2 separate regions of the Mus musculus genome follow, and region 1 is linked to region 2. The links are chromatin contacts, called in public Hi-C maps. All regions are on one chromosome and are shown on one strand. Each heading gives the region's core, a stretch centred on a gene start, on an enhancer-like site or on the middle of the called end of the contact. The rest is flanking DNA. Distances are from core to core; before and after follow the strand shown.

The links. Hi-C and Micro-C count contacts between places; a contact is called where the count stands out from the background.
Region 1: a Hi-C map of uterus shows a contact between it and region 2, with 16 times the contacts expected there. The contact joins the promoter of Ikzf2 here to the promoter of Pikfyve in region 2. A contact is called at or near these places in 7 of 484 Hi-C or Micro-C datasets (CD4 T cells, CD8 T cells, muscle stem cells and 2 more).

What each region holds. Positions count from the first base shown.
Region 1 is chr1:69,684,581-69,687,762 of GRCm38.p6, forward strand. It overlaps Ikzf2 (IKAROS family zinc finger 2), which reads right to left and starts at 1,380. Exons shown (of 8, transcript NM_011770.4): 1 at 1,114-1,380.
Region 2 is chr1:65,184,957-65,188,444 of GRCm38.p6, forward strand. Pikfyve (phosphoinositide kinase, FYVE type zinc finger containing) reads left to right here and starts at 1,729. Exons shown (of 42, transcript NM_001310624.1): 1 at 1,729-1,877. It also overlaps a transcript of Idh1 not described here.

The DNA of each region.
Region 1 (3,182 bases), core at 130-2,629, 4.5 Mb after region 2:
CAGACAGCTCTATTCACAATTGTTGCAAGTTGGTTCATCATGTTCTAATGGGGGGGGGGGGGGGGCACAGAGAACAAACAAAACATAAGAAAACAAAACAAAACAAAACTACTTAGTACTAGACTGTATCCCAAAGACTTTTGCGGCAGTTGGCCAACTCTGGCTTGTACTGACGTTTTAGCCCACCCCAAATCCTGTGTGAGCACCTGTTCCACGTACCCTAATTTCCTGCCAGACTATGGCCGGAGACAATGCCAAGCCTACTTGAGACATTCGGAGTTCCAACAAGTCAGAAACTTTTGGCTGTGCACGAGGGGAGGGGAGGATTTTCCTCTCCCCAAGTGTGAGGAATGATTTTCATGCATCAATAACACAAATACTTTTGTATCCCCAGAAACAAAAGTAAATTGCATGAGACAACACCCCCTAGCTTTGATTCACATCATAAGAAGATCGATAATCTAACTGTATTCTTTGAGGGAAAAAGTTACAGAATTGACAAGTCCTGAAAAAGATTTTTACTTATTTTTCCCCCCTTTGGCCCAGGTCCTTTTTGCCTTTAGTTTCAAAACTCTCAAAGCACCAGCAGCTAAATTATTCACAATGAGCCATTTCTGTATTGATCGCCAAGTATATTTAGCCCTAGCTCCTGGAATTTCTCCATTACTTACTGGAAAACAGGCAGCTTCACTTCTTGTCTCCAAAACCACTTCCCTTCTCCCTCCCCTCCCCTTCACCACCAGCCTCCCTACCCCCCTCCCGCCCCCCAAAAACTTTTCTTTCTTTCTTTATGGAATAATCAGATCAAATTCCCAGTCACTACATAGCAGTTAAATTCCGACCTGCTCTACTCTTATCAAATTCTTTCAATTAGGTTACGTAAGGTTTGAAAGAAAGGGACCCGGAAAGTTTTAAAGGGGAGCAGTTTCTACCGAGAGCTTACAAATGAGTCTATCTCTTTAAAAATGTACACATTTAACACACATACTAAAAAGAAGCGTCAGTTAGAAGCAAAAGAAGTCTGCGCCAACAGTGAAAGGGTTATTAAACCCTCAGTGAAGGAAAAGGAAGAAAAAGGAAGAAAAAGGAGAAAGAGAAACAAAATGTACATACAAAAGAAATTGTCCTCTGATTAAAAAACAGTCATCACCATTTCCAGCTCTGTCGGGAGCTCCCAGCTTCTTCTAACCCCTCAAGGAGGAGGTGACAATGTCGGGCTGAAGAGAAACGGAGAAAGAAAGAAAGAAAGAAAGAAGTTTTTTGTGTCCCCCCCCCCTTCCCTCCCTGCCCCCTCCAGGCAAAGCCCCCTGCAGAGTTGAAGCCGAGGAGGAGGGAAAGCACTTTACAGGTGGGTCATTCCAAGACCGAATCCAGCAAACAGATCGGCTGATAAACAAAACCAAGAAATGAGAGAGAAGGAACACTCCCCCCCAACCTCCTCCTCCTCCTCCTCCTTCTCCTCCTCCTCGTCCTCCTCCTCCCCCGCCCCCGCCCCCTCGTCCCTTTGGGATGGTCTAGTAGGAAAAGTCACTCAGGAATGGCACCACGTACTTTCAGGAAAGAGGAAAAAAAAAAAAAAAAAAAAAAAGACAGGGAGGGAGGGAGAGAAAGAGAGAGAGGTCAGTGCTACAGCAATGCGATTAACGAGAAGAGAAAAAACTTGATCCACCGGTTCCTTAAGAATCGACCAAAAGCTAAGACAAGAAAACTGAAAGAAAAAGGGGAGGGGGGGTACGAGGGGAGGGACAGTCAGGCAGAACCCAGCAAGGAACCTAGGCCAACTTCACAGGACTGTTTTGTGGCCTCTGGCAAAATAGGAAAAAAAGAAAAAGAAAAAGAAATTAAATCTTCATTCCATCTCCTTCGTCCATACCAGAACCTGTCAAAGCGATTTAACTGTTGCTGTTATACATGTGTCACACCAGATTTTTATTATTATTTTTGTTTTGTTTTGTTTTCAATCTCAACAGTATAATAGCCTCTATCCAGACAGCTGCAATCTATGCCAGGTTATCCAATCTTTCTTCTTGGAATTCAAGTTAAAACAAAGCAAAAACAAGTCCAAATCCATGACAGCTATAAAGATGAGAACTGATTAGTCCATTAACATCCCAGAAGCAGATTACAAGGAGGGGACGATACATTAAGGCAAAGGACATCATCTTCAACGAAATTCCCTGAGCGTCCTTAACAGAGATCATTTCCCTAATCAGAGCCACAACCCATCCCTCCCCAAAGAAAAGCGTCTATATTATTATTATCCCTGGTTAACAGCAACAAGTCATTCGATCACACCACACTGTTAAACAAGATTCCATATCATTACACTTAACTTTGAAAACACTCCCCCTCCCCAACCCCTTTGCAAACCATACACAAATTGATAGATAATCTATGAATCAGAAGACAAATAAAACAAGAGCTGTTCTTCCCCACGCAAAAAGCCAAGCGGAGATTTACCTCAGCAGTGCATGCAGTAAAATAATCCCATCACCCTTTTGTTTGTGTTTACTGTTAGTGTGTCCTCTCCCTCTCTCTCTTTCTTTCTTTCCTGTGCCTAACGTGTGTTTGTGCACTGCAGTTGGTGGTGGAAACTAAGGCAGTGGATCTGTAGCTAAGGGTAATCCTGTTTTTACTTCCTCCATCTTCAGCGAGGAGCAGGGTTAGCCCGGGACAGCTGGTCAAACCCCGAGAAACCGATCCGGCGGAGCCCGAGCACATCTCCCCCGCCGGCCGGGCTCGCGCAGACGCCCGCGGGCGGAGGGCGGGCAGCGGCGGCGGCGGTGGCGGCCGCGCGCGCGCGGAGGGGGTTGGGGGGGGGGTCGTCAGCGAGCGCCCGGGTCCGTGAGAGCCGGGAGCGGGCGGGCGGGTGAGCGAGCGAGCGAGCGGGCGAGCGCGCGGGCGGGAGGGGCGGGGGCGCGTGTCTGCGCGCTCGGCCGCTCGTTCGGCGCGCTCGGCAATCGATTACAGGACAAGTGCCGCGCGGCTCCGCGCCTCCTCCGCGCCTCCTCCGCGCCCCGCGCGCCCCCCGCGCCGGCTCCGCCCCTCTCCCCGCGCCCCGCTGCTCACGTTCTCCGCTGGCCGCGCGGGAGGGACGATCTCGGGCTCCCCCGGCTCATGTCGGCCGCGGGAAGTTCTCTCTCTGGCCCGGTACCTCCCCGGATTCCCGGCTCCCGGCACCC
Region 2 (3,488 bases), core at 479-2,978:
GGAAGTGCAAACTTCTGGGGAACATGGACTGTGTTATGGCCACAGCTTTACCTTTAGCACGGTACCTATGTGGCCAGTGACTGGCGCAGAGAACGAGGACTTGTCCAATTAATGACTCATAAAATGTTAGCTGAGGAGCTGGAGAGATGGCTCAATGTTAAGGGCATATACTGCTTTTGCAGAGGACCCAAGTTTGATTCCTAGCACCCACATTTGGGGGCTCACGACCTCCTATATCTCCAGTTTCAGAGGAATCTGACCCCCTGGCCGTCCCCCTATGCTCCTCTGGCACCCGCTCAGCCCACTATATCTTTTAAAAAGTGTTAGTTGATCGGGTGTTTCTGTACATAGAGTTTCTTCTGTATCTTGCTATCCTCTCTGCTGGATTATCTATTGTGTTCTCTTGGTCTATTTTATAATTTATTGTACGTTTATGGAATATTAGGGTCTGTTGGGCTAATTTAAGAAAAGATTTTTTTTTCTTCTTCTTAGGGAAGATGCTTGTGTATGTTTATGGGCCAAGGAAGGAGTTATTGGGAAAGGTTTGTTTGAAGAGACATTGCAAGCCCCCAGGGATATGTGTGAGGGACGTGGTTGGTGGTGGAGGTGGTTAGGTTAAGGATAGATAGTACCCAAGGTAGCCCGGTGTTTTGATTTGTATAGATGACAGTTAGAGTGGAGAGTGGAGAGAGGCACAGTAGTAATGAAGACCAATGCGGTCAGAGGACGCTGAGGACAAGATCCAAGAGCCAGTTAAGGATGGTGACCAGGAGTTGCAGCGTCCCCTAGCTTCAGGTTTTGATGGTAATTTCCAACGTTGAAACAAATCAAACAAACAAAAAACCAAAGCTGGGTGGGAAATGCCAAAGTTTTAGAAGAAAAGAATTCTCAGAATATCACCAACCTTCAGATTCCTTTCAATGCTCCCCTGCAAAGCCCTACGCTTTCAGTAAGCGGGTTTTAGCTTGTTTTCTACTTTTAACGGCACAGCCCTGTTAGCAGGACAAAAATAACGGGTCATGTTAATACTAAGCTGAGCAAGTCAGGGCTTGATAACTCTTATCTGCAACACAAAACCCGAATTAAAAAAAGCTATATTCAACCTCACTTGAGTCAGATTCTGTGCCAACTGCCTTTCATGCACAGTTCTACCTAATCCTCAAACAAGACCACCAAAAACATTAACAACAAAAACAACAACAGTAAAACAACAGGGAGTAAACGCAGCTATAATTAACCCTCCTTTACCCACCAGAGGTGTGAGGCCTAGAGAAACAAGCGATTTGTTCAAAGACACATAGTTGGTGTTAGCGGAGTCCTGAAAGGATCCTGAAAGCTAATTAACTACCTCTTCACTCTGGACTACACAGGTAGAAGTCGGTCCAAGAGAGCTCTGAGAGCGGTCCTAAATTATATGTGCTCACGTTGTTGAACACATACGGTAACAGCGACTGGCTGGCGTCTAATGCCTGGCGCGCGTGATGCTCACATGCACCGTCCTCCCCGCTTCCTTCAGGATGGCTGAGGCAGCGTTAAGTCCTCTGGGGGGAGGGGGGGGGGGGTCTAGAACGATACTCTCTGGGTTGGATTCTTTCAGCCTGAACATCTGATCGGAAGGTCTAGAGGGCGGAGAAAAGTAGGCGGAGCCGGCCCTTGGAGCCGGTTGATGATTGGTTAGAAGGGGTACTGGGCGGAGCCTTGAGGTGGTAGGCGGAAGCGAGAAGCCGCAGTTACCGCGTAAGCCTCTGGGCTTCTCGGCGCGACCGCCGGCTGCCTGAGAAAGCCGGCGCTGTGCTTGGCCTCGGCTTCCCGGCCGAGAGTGGTGAGGCGGAGGCCGGGGAGGCGGGAGGCCCGCGGGGCCGGGGCGGGAGGCGAAGGTAAGGGAGGCGGCGAGGCATGGGCAGGCAGGGCGCGCAGTGGGAGGAAGGCCAGCGTGGGTCGCGGAGCACCGCCGGAGGGATGGCGAGGGCCCGGGGCTCTGCGGCCGAGACTCGGCCGGCGAGCGGGGAAGACCCGCCGGGAACCGGCTGGCTTCTGAGCGCCCGGCGGCCCTGTGTGGCGAGACCGGCCGCGGGCCTCCTGGGCCATCTCCCGCCGAGGCTTCCTTGACACAATGGAAGTTCTCTTGCCTCTCTGTTTTCCTAATGCTCGAACTTATTTTGGAGGTGGACCATGTCATCCCTTCCTCTGAGCGGGCGAGCTCAAGTCTCAGGGTGCAGCCTACTCTGGAAAAGAAAGTTCTGACCCACAGAAACCATTCCATGCTTGAGTGTGTCCACCAGCTTAAATGCTGGTTTTTGCCATTTGAGGCTTTTATTTTTCCTTTTTAACTTTAACGTAGTCCTGTTTTGAGGAGGAGGCTTTGTTTCCGAGTAAGTCGTTTCCCCTTTCCCAAGAGGTTCCCAAGAAAGGTTGAAAGTGAAATTTGATGGATGCATTTAGGAATTTAGGGTCTTCTGTCCTATGTAGGTTCTTAGGACATTCAGGGGAAGATGGCAATTCTGCATAAAGCAGGTCATTGCTGTGTATCTTAAGTGCGTAATGTGTTAAATGATGAAGGGTTGCTTCTTCAGTTGGTGCATCTTGTGTTGGTAGAGGTAGACGCCCAGCAAACCTCACCGTCTTGTTTTACATTTATTTGAGTCTCTTTCTGCCTCTCCAGGACTCCCACTCTGTCCCATTCCCTCTCCCCCCCCCCCGGGGGGGGGGAGTGAAAGAGAGATAGACAGAGACAGAGACCGACACACGTGCGGGGTGGCGGCGGGGGTTGGGTGGGGGGAAGATAGTCTTAGTTTCTTTCTCTTCGATTCATTAGGTTAAGGCTTGTGACTAAGGTCAGGACTTTTCTGAGAAGCAACACTAATTTCCTGAGTCCTCCCCCTCCCTTTGCCTCTTTCTGGAAAAGTTACGTGGATCACACTGGTTTTCCTTTAATGTTTCTGTTGTGCATGGGTCACAAAATGAACAATATGCCTTTCTTGATGGAAGCTAACATTGCTTGTATTCAGCTGTCCTGCATTAATAGATAAAAGTTTGAGAATTATACTTAAGAAAAAAACACTCTAGAAAATGATTACACTGCTGTTTTGAATTTCACCTACAGTTTTCGTATGAGCTGATAGGTCAAGCTACACTTTAATATCGAATTCATTTTCTGATTTGCTTCACCAAGATACTCATTTCAAATCTGTGTATACCACACTAGTGCAGAGAAACACTGCAGAAGTTGTTGGATAAGTAGGTTAATATTTCTAATTATGTATTCAGAAAGAGCCATCCTTTACAGTATAAACAGTTATTATGCTGCTAAAAATCAGAGTTGTAATTTTTTTGGTTGCTGGTGGCATGTAATTATTAAGATTAGGTCTATGTGGTTGTATTTATGTTTTTAGAGACTGCACTTGATGTGATGTGTGTTTTCATGATAATTTTTTACTTTCACATGTCCAAAGGTTAAAGAAAGTTGTGGATATAGAAGACCTTTAGAA